Regions from separate parts of the Pan troglodytes genome. Here region 1 is linked to region 2. Evidence: chromatin contacts called from public HiChIP or PLAC-seq data. All regions are on one chromosome and are shown on one strand. The core of a region is the stretch at or near the end of the contact, and the rest is flanking DNA. Distances in the headings are between cores, read along the strand shown. Region 1 holds the start of FMNL2 (formin like 2). Region 2 overlaps CACNB4 (calcium voltage-gated channel auxiliary subunit beta 4).

Evidence for each region. HiChIP or PLAC-seq counts read pairs in DNA pulled down with a chosen protein or histone mark.
Region 1: an H3K4me3 HiChIP or PLAC-seq map of stem cell-derived excitatory neurons shows a contact between it and region 2, with 6 times the contacts expected there. The contact joins the promoter of FMNL2 here to the enhancer-like site in region 2. A contact is called at or near these places in 4 of 7 Hi-C or Micro-C datasets (blood, induced pluripotent stem cells and stem cell-derived neural progenitor cells), 1 of 1 datasets of contacts at active chromatin or transcription factors (stem cell-derived excitatory neurons) and 1 of 1 other capture datasets (stem cell-derived neural stem cells).

Annotation. Positions count from the first base shown.
Region 1 is chr13:54,202,463-54,205,241 of NHGRI_mPanTro3-v2.0_pri, reverse strand. FMNL2 (formin like 2) reads right to left here and starts at 1,304. Exons shown (of 28, transcript XM_054679872.2): 1 at 753-1,304. It overlaps STAM2 (signal transducing adaptor molecule 2), which reads left to right and starts at 1,580. Exons shown (of 14, transcript NM_001280281.1): 1 at 1,580-1,706. The coding sequence starts at 1,667.
Region 2 is chr13:54,060,387-54,063,508 of NHGRI_mPanTro3-v2.0_pri, reverse strand. The region is part of intron 2 of CACNB4 (calcium voltage-gated channel auxiliary subunit beta 4); the gene reads left to right. Among named protein-coding and RNA genes, the nearest start is that of CACNB4, 66 kb to the left of the region's middle. Within about 2 kb of position 1,623, at least 5 of the 24 cell types and tissues checked have an H3K27ac peak or open chromatin away from gene starts, as enhancers often do. A contact at or near this core is called in induced pluripotent stem cells and stem cell-derived excitatory neurons, where this site is marked.

The DNA.
Region 1 (2,779 bases), core at 55-2,554, 140 kb before region 2:
TAACCTCTACCTCCTGGGCTCAAGTGATTCTCGTGCCTCAGCCTCCCAAGAAGTTGGCATTACAGGCTTGCGCCACCATGCCTGGCTAATTTTTGTATTTTTAGTAGAGACGGTTTTTCGCCATGTTAGCCAGTCTGGTCTTGAACTCCTGGCCTCAAGCAGTCTGCCCGCCTCGGCCTCCCAAAGTGCTGGGATTACATGCGTGAGCCACCATGCCCGGCCTCCCAATTTATCTTGAACATCCCTAGGTTCAACGTTCTATGAAAAACAGCCCCTTCTGCACGATTCCTTCTCATTTGTGCCCCTAACTCTATAAAATGCAACCACCTTTCTGAATGTGTATGAGCTCTCTATAGCATCAGGTCTTTATACTAGAGTTTGTAAAATGGTTTTGATTAATCCATTATTTAAAATGTTGGAGTAATTCTCAACATTTAAACATCATTGAAAAATTGCAAACTCTAGTAGGACCCACATTTCAACAAATGGCTGCAATTTACCAATGGTTGACATCTTTAGATACGCACTGTTCAGTTAGAAAGTTACAGCTTCATTCGAAAAGTATTGAGCGTCTATTACTTGGGACACTGTTTTAGACGCTGGGGATATATAGTGACCAAAACTTATCAGGGAGTTTATAATCTAATGAGGAGGAGAGAGACAGGCAACATAATCATTACTACAGTTTTCTAAGAGGAACAGAGAATATGTGGGTGGGAAGGGTGCTTGGGCTTTTGCATTCATTTAAATACCTGGCTGGATGCTGTTGGAATTTGAGTTTATGACTCGTACTACCATCCGAATCGTCATACACCATCATGTACGTTATGCACTGCCCCTATAAAACTCTCAGCAAGTCTAAGGCAGGGAGTGTGCCTCCTTCGCCTTTGGATTCCGGGGGCCCAGCAGTGTTTTTATGGAGGGGACACGATGGAAAGCGAAAAGTTAGGCGTAGTTACTTCGACCACCGCTGTCCCGGGTGGTTATTCTGACGGGGTTTGGACTGGGCGCCTGGGAGGGTGCAACACAATAAGTGTTGAAGAGCAGTCAGGTCTTTCGCAGAATCTCAAAGCCACCTCCGCGCCGGCAGCTCCGTTTCTAGGGAAACAGGACTGTAACGCGTACGCATCGTGGGTCCTCGTTCTCTAGCTACGAGTCCTGCCGCTCTGAAACAAACTAAATTCGTGACAAGAACTTGGCCCTCAGAGCCCGTCGTCCAACGCGAAAAACCACGGGTACCGCGCCCCCTGCCGCGCCGCCGCTAGCACTGCAGCTTCCGGGGTCGTCCAGTTCCAGGCGGGACTACTTCCGGCTCCGAAGGTCCCCGGCTTCGTGGCTAGCCGGGGTCCTAGCGCTGGAAAGGTGGCCGTAGCGGCCGCCTGACCCCTACAAAAGTCTGGGACAGGGGCAGCGACAAAGGCCTTAGGAGGACGCCCATGGTCGGAGGGATCTCGCCCCGGGAGAAAAGTTGGGACAGGAGCGCGGGATCGAAGGGTGGACTCCGAGCCGGCCTGTCAGGCAAGAGCCGGGCAGGTGCGGTGGCGGAAGTGCAGGGACGGAGGCCGAAGCGGAGCGGTCTAGGGAGCCGCGGCCGCGGGTCACCCGGCGGGTAGCAGTTGCTGAGTGTTAGCTAGACAGCAGCGACTAGGGCTCGGGCGCCGGCGAGATGCCTTTGTTCACCGCCAACCCCTTCGAGCAAGACGTGGGTGAGTGCTGTGCCCGGTCCTGGACTGCTGTGTGCCTGGCCCTGGACTGCTGTTTGTCCGGCTAGAAAGTGGGCGGTAGCGACTCCGGGGACTAGGAAGCAAAGCGAAGGGAGGGGAGGGGCGGTGCCGCCCGCTCCTTCGACGTTGGGATTTTTCTGGGGGCAACCTCGGCGCGTCGCTAGCGGTCTGGGGAGTGCTTCCTGCCGCCTGAGTTTGGGGACCCTCAAAGGGCCGTTCTCCTTGCCAGGCGTAGGATTTGGGAAGAGCCTAGGGCTCGCTGGAGACTGGACTGATTAAGTAGTTGTAGAGTTGGTGATTAAAAACTTCCTGCTCGTTCGACAGCTGGTTACCTCCGTCTCTGCCCCATCGTTTTCTGAAGATGATGCAGCAGTGGAGATCCTACTGTCTAGAGAAGCCCAACACTAGACACTTGACACCTAGACAACCGCATTGAATAGGAAGAACTTACTTCCCCATTATTTATATTACTCATGCATTCAATCCCTGATAGGGTAGCTTTAAGATTTATTACAATTGTAAAGGTGTTGCTCTTCATCCCCGGATTGCAAAGATTGCGCGGGTGCTAGGAGATGTTCGGTTTTAGAGTATGAAAAGGAAATCTCCAGTCTCAAAACACTCCAGAACAACAAGTATTTTACTTGTTGCAGTCATAAAGCGCTGGTCTCTCAGTGACTATAGAATGAGAAAAACATGGATAAGATATATACGAAATTATTTAGGAAATTTGAGTAACACTAAAACAAACTGAGAAATATATGTATGTATTCTCGAAAGTCTGGGTCTCACTATGTTGCCCAGGTGCGACTAGAATTCCTCCCACCTCGGCCTCCACCTCCGTTTCCCCTTCCCGAGTAGCTGGGACTACAGGTTTGTTTTTTGTTTGTTTTTGTAGCAGTAGTTAACAGAACCCTAGGTAAATTTTTAGAACTTGGAAATGGGGTTGGGGCGGGGAGACTCAGAAGAATACTGCACATCTCAGCAGTAATTCCCCTGTTTCATAGTTAACATTTGGTTATTAGGAGACTGTAGAAAGTGCCCTATTCTGGTATGTT
Region 2 (3,122 bases), core at 374-2,873:
TTTTGAAGGGCATTGGATTATAAAGTGCACTTGCCAATTTGTGGTTAGGTCTGGAAATGGGGAATTTGTTCATTTAACAACAGGTGCCACTTGATCAACCACTGCCAATACTTTTGCCGCGGACTTCCCAGGACTCCAGCTGCACTCACGGTTCCTCTGGTCAACTGTTCTGCCTCAAGCCTGCTGTAGATGCCACTGAGAATAGAAAGTTGAAACCAGTTGATCCCAGTGAAGCAGCACCACACAGTACTTATTAGAGACTAAGAAGCCAGGGAACACTTTTCCTCATAATTTTTTTTCCTTACCCCAGGGGTTAGTGTGTTTAAAAGAGCACTGTGGGGCTGCTGTTGTAGAAAGCAGCAGCTCTGTATCGGATGCCATCCCCTGGTGTTTTAAAGGCAGGACTACAAACATCTAGAGAGGAAAACAAAAAACAAAAACAAAACCCACATTCTCTAATTCATATACAGATCGTTAAGTGAGAATGGAATTTATGTGATGCTTTTCATGATGGGGGATTTTCTGCAAGGGAAGCTGCTTGCCCATTTTGTGGTAACGACTTGAAATAAAGGAGAGGCTGGAGCAGGCAGCAAGGTTAGCTTGCTCTTGCAGGATAAGCGTTGTCCTTGCTCTCAGTTCCCCTGCTGTGTGGCCTGGTCGCTTCCTTGTTATCACCCTTCACCAGAGCCCTGTGTGAGGGCCCTAATGGAGACTTCAAGAGCTTTTAGTTCACTAGGTACTGCCACCTGCATCCACTCTCTGCGTTTCCTTCCCCTGCAGGTCTCATCTGTCCAGCATAGAAGTATTTTTAAGACCTACTTTGCAAGACATGACTTCTGTTGGGATTTTAATTTGAAATGAAATTTAAATGTACCAACCCTGGGCATTTAATAGCCCTGTTGGGAGACAAGTAATGAGGAGAAAGCCACTCCGAGTCCATCTTGCTCTTAAGCCTGACAGGTTTTATTTGGAAGTGCTGCCTGTTAGTGAGGGAGAAATGCTCATTTCTTTTTTTTCCTGTGTAAGGAACTGTTGAACTTAATTTTTCCCCCCAGGTGTTAGGAGACAGGAATTAAAAATAGTATGTGACCCAGACACACCAAGCAATACAAAGTTCTTGCTTCTATTATGTTGCTAACTACCTGCATCTTGTTAATAAGGAAGGGAAATGTCTGTTACCTACAAACTGAAGGAGTGAATAATTTGATTCAGGGAAATCTGAAATACCACGAGAATTAGAGAAGTCCTCACAAAAGGGCAAAAGCTTACATTTTTCATTTTTCTCTTTATTTCATGTGACTTGCCTTAAAGTCCTCCTTCCCACTTTCTCACACCCCCACTAGCTGAATGTTGTGTCAGATTATTTAGAACTTTCTAAATAGGGGAGAAAATTTTTTTTCCCCAAGTTTGGCTCCTACGTCCTTTGAGACTATACCGTCTGTGCAGGAGAATTTATAAAAAGATGGGAGGTTTGGGTGCCGGTTTCCTTTTTGGAAATGGTATTTACCCAGATCACAGTGAATCTGCCTCTCGCCTTAAATGGCAGAGGATGATAGGGTAGAATCTTCACGTGCTAGAAAGGCAGCTGGAAGCCATGTGGAGACCTCAGGAGACCTGAACTACAAGGGTATCCAAGCAACTGTGGCTGCTGGAGTTGAAGGAGGGAGTCTGAAGTTGCTCTTCTAGGATGCTGGTCGCATCCCCTCAGTCCCCTCCCTGTTGTTTTCAGTCACTTCAGAGAGGTGGTGGCAGCCCGTCTACACCACCAAGCGGGGATTTAATGGAAGCATTTCATTTGCTTCAGCAAGTCAAAAGCTGCCCTTTTGTAAAAACGTGTAAGCATGCCTCTTCATCCTCATTCCCCCACCCCGCTTCTCCTCGTTCATTATTTAACCAGCCGCCCGGGTCTTCTTTCTGCTCTCAAGCATGCCAGTCCCTTCCCCACCTGGGGACCTTGGCCCTGTCTGTTCCTCTTGTCTGGCATGCTGTTCTCCAGGGCCTTGCCTGGCTGCCACTGCCTCACTTAGGCCTGAAGCAGAACCTCTGCAGGGGAACCTGTCTACACCAAACTAGTTCATTTTTCTACCTTTTTATTTATTTATTTTTTTTAAGAGACAGGGTCTTGCTCTATTGCCCAGGCTGGAGTGCAGTGGCATAATCATAGCTCACTGCAGCCTTGAACTCCAGGGCTTAATCAATTCTCTTGCCTCAGTCTCCTGAGTAGCCAGGACTATAGGCATGTGCCAACATACCCAGCTAATTTTTTTGTTTTTGTAGAGATGGGGGGGTCTCACTGTATTGCCCTGGGTGGTCTTGAAGTAATCTTCCTGCCTCAACCTCCCAAAGTGCTGAGATTATAGGCATGAGCCACCACACCCTGCCTAAAAAATCTTTTTAAGATGGAAACATATAAAGTATATTGAGACTTTCTTTGGAGAGAGAAAATGCATTAAGCAAAAAAGCATTTAGATTTTTTTGAATTCCCTATTATTAAAAATAAAGTTGTATTAAAATGTCTCGGTAATATATGGTTAAACCATAGTCTGTATTTGTGTTTTTTAAGGAATTTGTAATTAATTGTGGCTTTCTTAGAATCATGACCCACTGAGTTAGATGTGCCACCATCAATAGTTGATAGCTAAAATTAGTAGCAAGTTAACAATTTACTTGTTCATTTCCATGGGCTGCTAAGTAGGTTTTGGTCCAATGTATTTTAGGGGAAAAAATGTTACACTGAGAGTCAGGAGACATGGCTGTTGCCCCTTCCTGGCTGTGTGGCCTGGGTCAGTCCCTTCCCTTCTCAGGCCAATTTCTTATCCGTGGAGCAAAGATAATGGACGGGGGGAAGGGGATTCCTTCCAGCTCTCCACAGTCTCTGGTTCTATATTTTGAAACCATCTGTGGGGCAGTTTTAACAGAAGGTCTGAAAAAATCAGACTTGGTCATGTGCCTCCTATGCCTTTTTTCTCTCTCTTTATTTGCCACATCCTTTCCCCACACTAGAAGGATCCAGACACTCGAATCATCAAGGTTCTGTTGCTCTCCGCTCTTGCCTGAATATGAAATGAAGGAGTTTGCTGTCCCCTGATGGAGCCTTCGTTCAAGCAAGCCACGGGCTGTGA